Linked DNA regions of Mus musculus: region 1 is linked to region 2. A link is a contact called in public promoter capture Hi-C data. All regions are on one chromosome and are shown on one strand. Each heading gives the region's core, a stretch centred on a gene start, on an enhancer-like site or on the middle of the called end of the contact. The rest is flanking DNA. Distances are from core to core; before and after follow the strand shown.

The links. Promoter capture Hi-C pulls out the DNA fragments that hold promoters and counts their contacts.
Region 1: a promoter capture Hi-C map of embryonic stem cells shows a contact between it and region 2, with 3 times the contacts expected there. The contact joins the promoter of Rab3a here to the promoter of Unc13a in region 2. A contact is called at or near these places in 4 of 39 promoter capture datasets (the HPC-7 cell line, embryonic stem cells and hippocampal neurons), 5 of 115 datasets of contacts at active chromatin or transcription factors (bone marrow-derived dendritic cells, embryonic forebrain, embryonic stem cells and 2 more) and 1 of 9 other capture datasets (embryonic stem cells).

What each region holds. Positions count from the first base shown.
Region 1 is chr8:70,750,695-70,756,414 of GRCm38.p6, reverse strand. It overlaps Rab3a (RAB3A, member RAS oncogene family), which reads right to left and starts at 1,712. Exons shown (of 5, transcript NM_009001.7): 1 at 1,552-1,712; 2 at 332-559. The coding sequence starts at 559. It overlaps Pde4c (phosphodiesterase 4C, cAMP specific), which reads right to left. Exons shown (of 17, transcript NM_001310465.1): 17 at 5,229-5,720.
Region 2 is chr8:71,668,440-71,674,113 of GRCm38.p6, reverse strand. Unc13a (unc-13 homolog A) reads left to right here and starts at 2,357. Exons shown (of 44, transcript NM_001029873.2): 1 at 2,357-2,488. The coding sequence starts at 2,467.

The sequences.
Region 1 (5,720 bases), core at 463-2,962, 920 kb after region 2:
TCGCAGCAGCCCCCGAGAGAAAAACGTGCTCCAAGGTTGTCCAGCAACCACTTTGAGGCCCGGGGACAGTGGGTCAGGAAAAGCAGACAGTGACCCAAATGGGTCACTGCAAGGCCACTTAGTCACTCAACAAACATGTACTGGGTGCTGCCTGAATGCCCTGTGCCACACTATGCTAGAAGATGAGTGGGGATGCTCGGGACTTAGGAAAACGGGAAGCTCATACTGGGATGGAGATGCAGGCCTTAAATCCCAGCGCCAGCCGATGGCTAGCCTCAGCTTCCTTTTGTGGGGGTTGGCAGGAAGACATCTCCCCTCCAGCCCTACACACCCAGATCTGCAGCTTGATCCTCTTGTCGTTGCGGTAGATGGTTTTGACCTTGAAGTCTATGCCAACGGTGCTGACAAAGGCTGGAGTGAAGGAGTCATCTGCGTAGCGGAAGAGGAACGAGGTTTTGCCCACGCTGCTGTTCCCAATGATCAGGATCTTGAACATATAGTCGAAGTTCTGGTCTGAGGACTCCTTCTGCCCATAGCGAGAGTCTGTGGCGGAAGCCATCTGCGGGAGGCGTGGCACAGAGGGCCTGAGGGGAGCATCAGGACCACGCACAGGGTGGGCACGGCACAGGGGTAGGTGAGGATACCCCCCAATGTCACATGCTCAACCCCCCCAACCAACATAAGGCAGAGCTGTGACCTTGACAGCACCAAGGTTTTAAGCAGGCTGTGAACCTCAGATTCCCCTGTACCCTGAGGGAAGACTGAGCCTCCTCTGCCTTCCCATCAGTCTCTCACAGAGACCCACACCGGAACATGAATACAGGAGGATCCCCAGTTCTCGCTCATCCTTATTTTTCTCCTGCAAGAACTGGGGCCCTGAGATAGCCACATCACGTGACGAAGACAGGATGAACGTAGGCTCACACACACAAAATCGCGAGCACAAGAGCGCGCACGCATACACACACACACACACACACAAGCACAATGAAGCATCTAGGGCAGGCAGACCCAAACACCTGCCCTGCATGCAAGAGTGGTGCTAACAGGCGAAACAAGCAGACATGTATGGTGTGTGCAAGCCCATGTGTGAGCACAGCTCCCTGCACCAATGCACGACTGTACCTGGCCATCCGGGAGGACACACCACACACGCGCATGGCTCCACACGCGTGTGAGCACATACTTGAACTAAGATCCACGCGCACCGCGCACGCGGACCATGCACGCACAACGTATCACAAGTGTGCACGCTGCGCGTCCTGCGGTCACTCGAGCCTCTCCATGCCCAGCGGGCGCGCACACGCGTGTTCACCCCACGAGCACGAGCACGCACAAGCCTCCCGCAAGGCCTGGCTTTCCCCTCCCCCTCTGTCGCAGAGCCCGGGCCCCAGGTGCCAGGTTAAGGGCGAGGGGTGCGGGATGCGGGACCAAGAATGCCAAATGCGAGACCCATAGCCACTACACCCGAGTTGCGCTCCCCTTGATCCCCCAGCTGTCAGTGAAACGCGGGCTCCTCAGTGTGTGGACCTGGGTTGCGCTCACCCTTACCCTCTCTAAGCTGAGACAACGCTGGCGACGGCGACCGTGGCGACTGCGCTGGCGACCGGGCCCCAGAAGAGGATGCGGGGGATGCAGGCGGCGGCGGGGGCTGCAGGCGGCAGCGGAGGAGGCTCAGGCCCCTGCAGTCCTAGCTGACGTCCTGCAAAGCCAGGGGCGGGGCTTTCTATGCAAACGAAGCTGTGACGTTAGGGGAGGGACTGCATCGACAGCCGCGGGACCACACTGGCCTGCGCCGGCAGAAGAGGGGCAGGGCCTGGTAAGCCACTGGAAGACGGGGCTCTAGGGAGGCATGAAGTTTCCATTGGCTGATGCTCTCGAGCGACGGACCGAATATCAAATCAGCGATTCCTACGTCTTTAGAGGCCCAATGGTGACTGCTAGGTGTTTGAAGGGCGGAGAGGCTGAGGCCAGGACCTAGCTCTGGTTGGAAACTTGTGGTTAGAAGTCCTTGCTTTTGAGACGTGAAGCACTCAGGAGTTTAGGTTTTGTTTTGAGAAATGGTCTCAAGTAACAAGCTGGTCTCGAACTTGCCAAGTAGCAGAGGCTGATCTTGAACTCTTGATCCTCCCGCCTGCACCTCACAAGTGTTGGATTGGCAGGCATACATCTTGATTACATTTTAGGGCTCAAAAAACTCATTAAAGACCACACAGAATTTTTAGTCCCAGCACTCAGAAGGGAGATGGAGGCAGATCTCTGTGAGTTCGAGGCCAGCCTGGTCTACAACGTGAGTTCCAGGACAGCAGGACTATGAAGAGAAACTTTGTCTCAAAAAACAAAATAAACAAGCAAATAAATAAATAATTTTTAAAAAAAGAAAGAAAGAAAGAACTGTTTTTTGATGGGCTGAGGATAATTCTCAGTTTGGTGGGGAACCTGCATCACAAAGACCTGGGTTGATCCAGGCTCCTGTTCTCTGCACTGGGAGGAGAAGGGAAGGAGGGGAGAAGCAGAAGTCCAAGGTGATCCTCAGTTACATAGTGTCTTAAAGTCAGCTTGATCCACATAAAACCCTGCCTCAAAGAAATAAAGGAGAAAATCCGGTCTGTGCAAAGAGAAAAGGGTCTGATGAGTCCCCAGAGAACCCCTTGCTTCCTTGCGCACTTAGGGCTCAGAAGTATCCTGACCCATAAGTCTTCCAAAATTGTAATGAAAGACCAAGGAAGCAGAGAAGATTCAAGAGTAGCTGCCCAACGCCCTTTACGATATGGACACTGGGACCCGGGTAACCCTGTGTCTCAGGAAGGTGGGCGCAGAAATGCAGACTTCCAAGCCGCTATGATACACACGACTCATTCCTGCAAATCTGCCTGTCAAGGTGGGAATCTGGGGTCTATCCTATTCTTCCTCTCCGTGCGGCCGGGCAGGGTCCCCATCGCTTCCATTCCCACAGGAAGCAGAACTGGGAACGTGTCCTGGCCCTGTTTATAGACCTCCCCGCCAGCTGCGGAGGCGCCAATGGACCAGAATAACTTGTCGCCTGGATGCTCGTCCACCCCCGCGAGGAGCCTGGAGCCCCGCCCAATCCGGGGCCGCTGGAGGAAGCTTATTTCCTGCTTCCCCTGCACTTCATGCAGAGACACAAAGTGACCATCAGTTTGTTACTTAGCGAGCTCCGGGCCCACGCGGAGGCTACTGTGGGGACCGGGACCGGGTTTGAGGACAGAAAGGGTGCAGGAGGAGCCTGGGACACTGGAGCCTGATTTGGATTTATTCCGAAGGGATAAGGTTAGGGGAGGAACCCATTTGCTTCCACCACCAAGCAAGGGCTCCAGGAGAACTGTGCTGGTAGCTCAGTAGGTGGCAAGGCTTCATCGGAACACTTGGAAAGCTGAGGCAGGAGGGTTGTTGAGTTCTTTATCATCCTGGATCACAAAGTGAGACCCTGTTTCATACTATAAACGTGTGCGGGGAAACTGCTGGCATGGTAACAGAAACCTTTAATTACACAGCACTTGGGAATTTCTGAGTTTGAGGCTCCCCAGAGAGGACAGCACAGCTGTCTGGAAGAATGAAGCAAGTGTGTTAAAGGCCTGGGCAAACAAGAGCACAGGCAGAAGAAGGGACAGAGGGAAGCTGTTCCTCAAATCTTTCTAAGTTATATTCATTTATTTGTGTTGGAAAGAGGGGAGTGTCACAGGACAACCTAGGAAGTCAGTTCTTTCCTTCCAGCACAAGTCCTAGGAATGGAACTCACGTCATCAGGTTTGTGTGACTTCCAAATTCTCCCACAGTGAACACACATGACTTTGTTTAACAAGAAATCTCTAAGGGTCGCCTCTTAAGACATCTGGAAGGAAGAAGGAAATGTTCCAGTGTGTGACCCCAGATGGCCTTTTGTGCCTCCTGGGGATGAATAGCCCGAGTCATAATATTTACAGAGGAAGTCGCCTGCCACTCTGGCTCCTTGGAGGCCTTGGTCAGGTGCAGAGTTACAGGCTCAGAGGGAAAAAGGAAAAGGGAAAGAGAGGGACCCCCCCCCCCCCATGGCACATGCCTGTTACCCCAGCCAAGCACTCGAATGGTGGAGGCAAGAAAATAACGTTAGTGTCATCCTCTGCGGCAAACAAGTCTGACATTAGAACTTGAGACCATGAGACCTTGTCTCAAAACGGCCAAAGAACTGTTTGGAAAACAAACAGGGAATCAGTCATACCGCCAGGGGGCACCAGTGCCCACTCTTAGTATATAAGCTCTGAGGGACTAGTTATGACTCAGTTTCCACACAAGAGAATGAGTAGGTGTCGCGGCTATTCCTGGTTGTCAACTTGACTATATCTGGAATGAACTACAATCCAGAATTGGAAGGCTCACCAGTGACCCTAATCTGGAGGCTTGGAGATAGAAGTTTCTGATCTGGATCTTGGTATGGAGATCTTAAGACATAGTGGCTATGGCTTCCAGAAGATTAAGACAGGGAGATCTCATGGGCTGGAGAGATGGCTCAGTGGTTAAGAGTACCGCTGCTCTTCCGAAGGTCCTGAGTTCAAATCCCAACAACCACATGGTGGCTCACAACCATCCGTAATGAGATCTGACACCCTCTTCTGGTGCATCTGAAGACAGCTGCAGTGTACTTACATATAATAAATAAATAAATCTTTAAAAAAAAAACAAAAACAGGGAAATCTCTGAGTTCAAGGTCATCTGTGATTAAAGGTGTGGTGGCACACACCTTTAATCTGGGCTACACCTTCTGCTGGAGACCTACATAAGGACATTGGAAGAAGGAAGGCTTTCTCTCCTTCACCTGCTTGCCGTGTAGGACTGAGCAACTGCTAGATCCTTGGACTTCCATTCACAGCTGCTGCTGACCACTGTTGGGAGTTGAACTGCAGACTCTAAGTCATCAATAAATTCCTTTACTATATAGAGAATACCCATAAATTCTGTGACTCTAGAGAACCCTGACTAGGGAACGCCTATGGTGAAGAGAGGTGTGCCGGCACTCTGGTTTGAGAAGCCCAATCTTGTCAGAGACAGGGATCCTCATTGACGGGAAGACTGAGGCCTGCAGTGCTCTTCTATTTATTCTATTTTTGCAGTGATAGAAATGGAACTCAGGACTTCCCAAAAGCTAAAGCTCTGTTACCAGAGCCACACCCCAAGCCCCTCATTGGGCAATTCTAGGCAGAAGCTCCACCCCTTAGCCACACTCCAGCTACTTTTTTTTTTTTAAAGATTTATTTATTTATTATATGTGAGTAACCATTGCTTTCTTCAGACACAAAAGAAGAGGGCATCAGATCCCATTTCAGGCCACACAGTGGTGGTGGCACATGTCTTTAATCCCAGCACTTGGGAGGCAGAGGCAGGTGGATTTCTGAGTTCGAGGCCAGCCTGGTCTGCAGAGTGAGTTCCAGGACAGCCAGGGCTACACAGAGAAACCCTGTATCGAAAACAAACAAACAAAACAAAACAAAACAAAAAACAGATCCCATTACAGATGATTGTGAGCCACCACGTGGTTGCTGGGATTTGAACTCAGGACCTCTGGAAGAACAGTCAGTGCTCCTAACCACTGAGCCATCTTTCCAGCCCACTTCCAGCTCTTTTTATTTCTAGTCAGGCTGCCCAGCCTGGACCAGCTGTCTCCACACACACACAGCCAAGTCTGGGGGATGCCTATGGTGAAGAGAGGTGCACCAGCACACTGG
Region 2 (5,674 bases), core at 1,108-3,607:
GTTTACTTTTGTAAGAGTTTCCTTGGTCAAGTTCTCTTCACAGCAATAGAAGACTAAGATAGGATAGGGTCTGCCCCTGAGTCATGTCCAGCCAGTCACAAAATATTCTGGGTAAGACCTGAATGAGGCTCCTGTCCCAAACACTCTGTGCTCTAGGAAACTTCTGCCTTGTTCTAGGACAGAGATAGCTGGAGGTCAACCTGGCCTTACATAGATTTTTGAGGCTTAACAGGAGGAGCCCAGTAGGTTGTATGGAGGACAGTGAGCATGGCAGTATTGAAAACAGGAGCCGGGCTGGAGAGATGGCTCAGCGGTTAAGAGCACCGACTGCTCTTCCGAAGGTCAGGAGTTCAAATCCCAGCAACCACATGGTGGCTCACAACCATCCGTAACAAGATCTGACTCCCTCTTCTGGAGTGTCTGAGGACAGCTACAGTGTACTTGCATATAATCAATAAATAAATCTTAAAAACAAAAAAAAAAAAAAGAAAACAGGAGCCAAGGACACTAAAGGAAGGAGCTCAGGCTGCGAGGAGCTGGCTCACAGGTGGGAGTGGAGGCTGCGCAGCGCAAGACAGGAGGCTTAGCTGTCTGGGGCAGTTCACTCAGGGCCACCCCTATAAACAGTGAGGAGGAGTCTAGAATTTACACCAACACATAATTAGCTCAGCATGTGAGCAAGCATGAAGGTCACTCTGCAAAGGGGGAAGGGGGCAGGGGAATTGAGCATCTCAGTGGTTAGGAGTACTGGCTCCTCCAGAGGACCCAAGTTTGATTCCTAGCACCCACAAGGTGGCTCAGCACCACTGCAACCCCTGTGTCAGTGACCTGACACCCTCTCCTGGCCTGTGTGGGCACCAAGCACTGAGGTGGGACACAGACATACAAGCAGAACAGTCACAAATGTAAAATAAATGCAAATAAATTTTAATTAGAGCAGCAGAGGGCTGTGAAGATGGCTGGGTAGCTACCATGCTCCTGAGGTGCCTAAGGGAAGTGGAGGTGCCAGGGTGGCCGCCATTCTGTCTCCAAAGCCTACAGGAGGAGCTGCTGATACATACCTCCAGGCCCTTCTCCAGGAGCTGCCAGTCTAAGCTGTGAGCTTAGGGCCAGTAAGACACTGCTACCAACAGCTACAATGATGAATAAGTGACCTGTGCATGAGGAACAGCATCCAGGGTTGTTCACTGGGCTTACATGCACAGGTGTGTGTGCTCAGACACACTCACATACACACACACTATCAGATACAGACACATACACTCAGACACACAGATACACAAACACACACTCAGACATAAACACATACAGACACACTCATACACACACACTTATACAGACACAGACACACAAGCACAAACACACTCACATAGACACATACAGACACACTCACACACACAGACACATGGACACACACAAACATACTCACATGCACACACAGGCACATGCAAACTCTGTCTTACACACACACACACACACACATTCCACACATGGAAAAAAATCAAGAAGCTCTGCACAATATCCCAGTGAGCTCCTCCTGCCAAGCCTGAAGCCATGAATTCTATTCCTGGAACCCACATAGTGGAAAGAGAATCAAGTCTGGAAAGTTGCCTTCTGATCTCCATGGGCGCTGTGATATGTGTGTGCCTCATTTCTACACACATAAACAATGTAATGTATAAAAAAAATTTTAGATTTATTTTGCTTTCTGTGCATGTCTGTGGATGGTTGGGAGCTACCATGTGGGTGCGAGGAACAGAAGGCTGGGGTCTCTGGAAGACCAGCTGGTGCTCTTAACCTCTGGGCAGCTCTCCAGACCCAATAAACGTGTGTTTTTTGTTTGTTTTGGTTTTTAGAGATAGAATCTCACTATGCAGACTAGGATGGCCACAGACTCGCAGAGATCTATTACGTCCATGGCCCGCAAGAAGTAAAGTTATAAAATGGGCAGAGATATGTGCCTGTGGTAGAGTATATGCCTCATACGGGGAAGGTAAGGCACATGTCTCGCAAGTGTCAGTACCCGGATTAAAAAACAAACAAAAAAACCAATAAACAAACAGCTTCCTGCGGCACTGAAGATGGGGAATTGACAGCAAATAGCAGTTCTGTTACCCAGGAGAATGTAAAACAAGAGCACAGGTTAGGTGGCTCAGAGAGGAAATAGAAACGTGGAGACCTAGGTAGGTGGAGCACGGACAGAAATACTCATCGAGGCTGAGCCAGAAAGCAAAGGGCTTTGAAACAGATACGACCTGGCCTGGACTCCCCGCAGTTTACGAGCCCTTTAAGGCGTCTGCCCGGCCCCGCCCCGTCACGCGTCTCCGGCTCCGCCCACGCCGCAGCGTCAGAGCGCGTCAGGCGCTGTCCGCGCCCCCGGTGCTGAAGCGACATGGCCGGCGGCCGGGCCCCGGCATAAGCCCTGAGCCCCGCGCTGCACCCGCCGCGCTCTAGCCGCCTGGAGTCATGTCTCTGCTGTGCGTGGGAGGTAGGTTCTGCGTGGACGCGGGAAAAGTGCGGGGTGTGCGTGGATGAGCCGAGTCGGGCTGCACAGCAGGGGGACCCCCGGTGCGCGCTTCAGGGCGCACTTGGATCAGCCCTAGGTGCTCTTCCTGTCACTCACACGAGTGGATGAGGGACTCGGGGCGCCTGTGTAGACGGTTTATAGGCCCTGGTTGGGGCTGAGGAGACGGCGGACCGTGCGCGCGAGGGTGGGGCGTTTAGGGGTAATGGGCCCGGACTGAGCGTAGGAGCAACCTCTCCGATCCCCAGTATGCCCTAAACAGTGCAGCAGGCTCCGCGGAAGCTCGTGGCTCCCTCTTCGCCTCACCCCTAGGGCTGGAGGAAGGGAAGGAGATGTGGGGGAGCAGCTATTTTGGGGCCAAAACGCCATCTGCACCGAGGCCCACGCCCAGGCCCACGCTCCGCATTTGGAGAGTAGGGAGGGAATAACGGGAGAGGTGTGACCCCTGCACCCCTCGAAGTTCCGGGTGGGGCTAGGCACGGCTGCCAGGTAACTCTACAGCGGGAGACCTTGGGCGACCGACTGGCCATGTAGCGATGCGTGCCGATACCGTTGTGAGCTCTAGGTTTGGAGGGTGGGGGGTGAACCCCCTACTCCCTTTCCCCTTCCCACCTCCAGGAAGCTGTGTAAGGAAGAGGGCGAGTCTCCATCCCCTCAGAACCCAGGCGGCGGGAGACCTGGGCGGCGGTGTGCGGATTTGAGCTCCGCGGCTGTGTAGCCCTAGATGGCCCCGCCCCTCTGCCCCTCCCCCTCCCTGTCCCCCCCTCCCCCTCCGCTCGCTGCTCCATTCACAAACCCGGCCCAGCCCGCCCGCGCCCCGCGGTGCATCGCTCTAGTCTGTTGGACGCGGGTGTTCTTAAAGGAGCAGGAACTCTTTTCTCTGACCCTGTGCCTCGAAGGTTCCGACTGCCCAGGATTACTGGGTATCCGCGGCTTCCAGACCTGGGAAGTAAGCGGAGCTGAACGTGAAGGGGATCCTCACCTCGGGAGCTCCCTGAATCCCGTGTCCTCCCATCCTGCCTCCTGGGGCGGGGGGGGGGGGGCGCGTCACCCCAACTCTGACGCAAACCGGAGGCTCAGCTGTGGGGGTGGAGGGCGTGCAGCCTAAGAAAGGAGGCTTCCAGAAAGCCAGGCCCAGGAGACATTTGTACTGAATTCCCTGGATACCATGGTGGGCAGAACAGGGAATGAAGGGTAGGGCTCTGGGGAGAGGAAACAGGCAGAGAGGTAGGGAGGTGCAGGTGGGGCCTGAGTGGGGCGCTGGGCGTGGTAAAGCTGGGCCTGGAGGTGTCCAGTGGACCTGAACTCACCCTCACAGTCAGGGAACACCTTCATTCCAACCACCCACGACCCTCCCCACGGACGCTTTATGGCTAGGGCTGCCATTGGATATATGGGGGCTCCAGGCTCCTCTGCAATGGAAGCTTCCATGTTGCAGATACAGATCTAGATTGTACACACAGGATGCTAAGGAACGTTTAGTATATACACATAGATAGGCAGGAGCTGAGGCTCAGTATGCATAGTGCTTGCTACAGTGCTCATAGCTCAGTTGGTACAGTGCTCATAACTCGGTTGGTATAGTGCTTGCAGCTCAGTTGGTACAGTGCTCATAGCTCAGTTCAAACAGTGATGCCCAGGATGCACAAAGGCCTGTGTTTCATCCCCAGCACTGCATACATCAAACCTGTCAGCACATGCCAATCACCTCAGAACTTGGGAGGCATCGGCAGGGACTCAGGAGTTGAGGCCAGCCGGGGCTAAACAAGCCTTGTCACACATACAGAGGAAAATGTAGGAAAAAATATCCCTTCCCATCTCAACACAGGCACATACTTGACCACACCTCCTGAAACACACTTGGTCACAGGCAGATACACTACGTACATCTTAGACCTGTGATCTCACCTGACTGTATGTAGGTATGAGGAGGTCAAAAAAACAATTTGGGGTGTCTGCTCTCTCCCTCCTCCACTGTGTAGATCCCAGATGCCTCGGCCATTAGGTTTGGTGGCAAGAAGTCTGCTGAGGCATCTCCCACTTTGTTGAGACAGACTCTCTTACTGAAACTGAGCACACAGATTGGCTGGCCAGGGGATCCCAGGATCCATTTGTTCCTGCTTCCCTAGAGCTGCGGTTACAAAAGACAAATCCAGTCTGACTCTCTAGGGGATCTGACTCAGGTTTTAGTTTTTTCATAGTAGCTAGCTTACAGCTCTTTCCTCCATTTAAAAAAAAAAAAAGATATATTTTAACCGGGCATGGTGGTATACACCTTAATCCTAGTACCTGGGAGACAGAGGCAGGTGGATCTCTCTGAGTTTGAGGCCAGCCTAGTCTACAGAGTGAGTTCCAAGACAGCTGGGGCTATGGAGAGAAACCCTGTCTCCAAAGATAGAAAAAAAAGAAAAAGAAAAAGATCTACAAACACAAACAATCACTATGAGAGAGAGAGAGAGAGAGAGAGAGAGAGAGAGAGAGAGAGAGCTGGGGTGTGGGTATAAATTTGTCTTGAAACTTGAATAGTACCAGAGTTGAACCTGCCCGTCCATCATAGTAACCCCACTACACAGACGAGGAAAACTGAGCCCCAGAGAGGTTCATCCACTTGCCTAGAAACACACAGCAGGGAGAGGACTCCCTGGCTAACTGTGGGCTGGGCAAGAAGGTTGGGTCAGGGTCCTTCAGTGAGGTGCCTGACCTCCACGGTCTGTTTCCTTCCTCCTCTCCCAGAATCCTTTGCAAAACGCAGTTCCCAGCTGCCCTACAGCTGACACTATCCAGCAACAGGGACCTGCCCCCTGCGACTGTCTGTGCTGCCTCCTGTCTCCTTCATGTTACTGTAGGATGGAGGGTGACAGCCCTGGCTTTGTCCATCCCCGGTGCCCAGGCAGCAGCTAGCATCTTACTGTTGTCATCCATGGCTCCTTGAAGGTCTGGTGGCCTTGCTTAGTATGCCCTGTGCCCTTCTAGATGCTTCCCTGGTGACCAGGTTCCCCACCCTACCCTATGGATATGGACAAGTCTCCCCTAGACAGTCTTTAATCAGAAAACGGATCTGAGTATCCGAGGCTGCCAGCCAGAGAATAAAAATAGTGCGGGTGACAAGGGATCAAAAGGAGGGGCAGCGGGGAAACTGAGGCCGTGAAA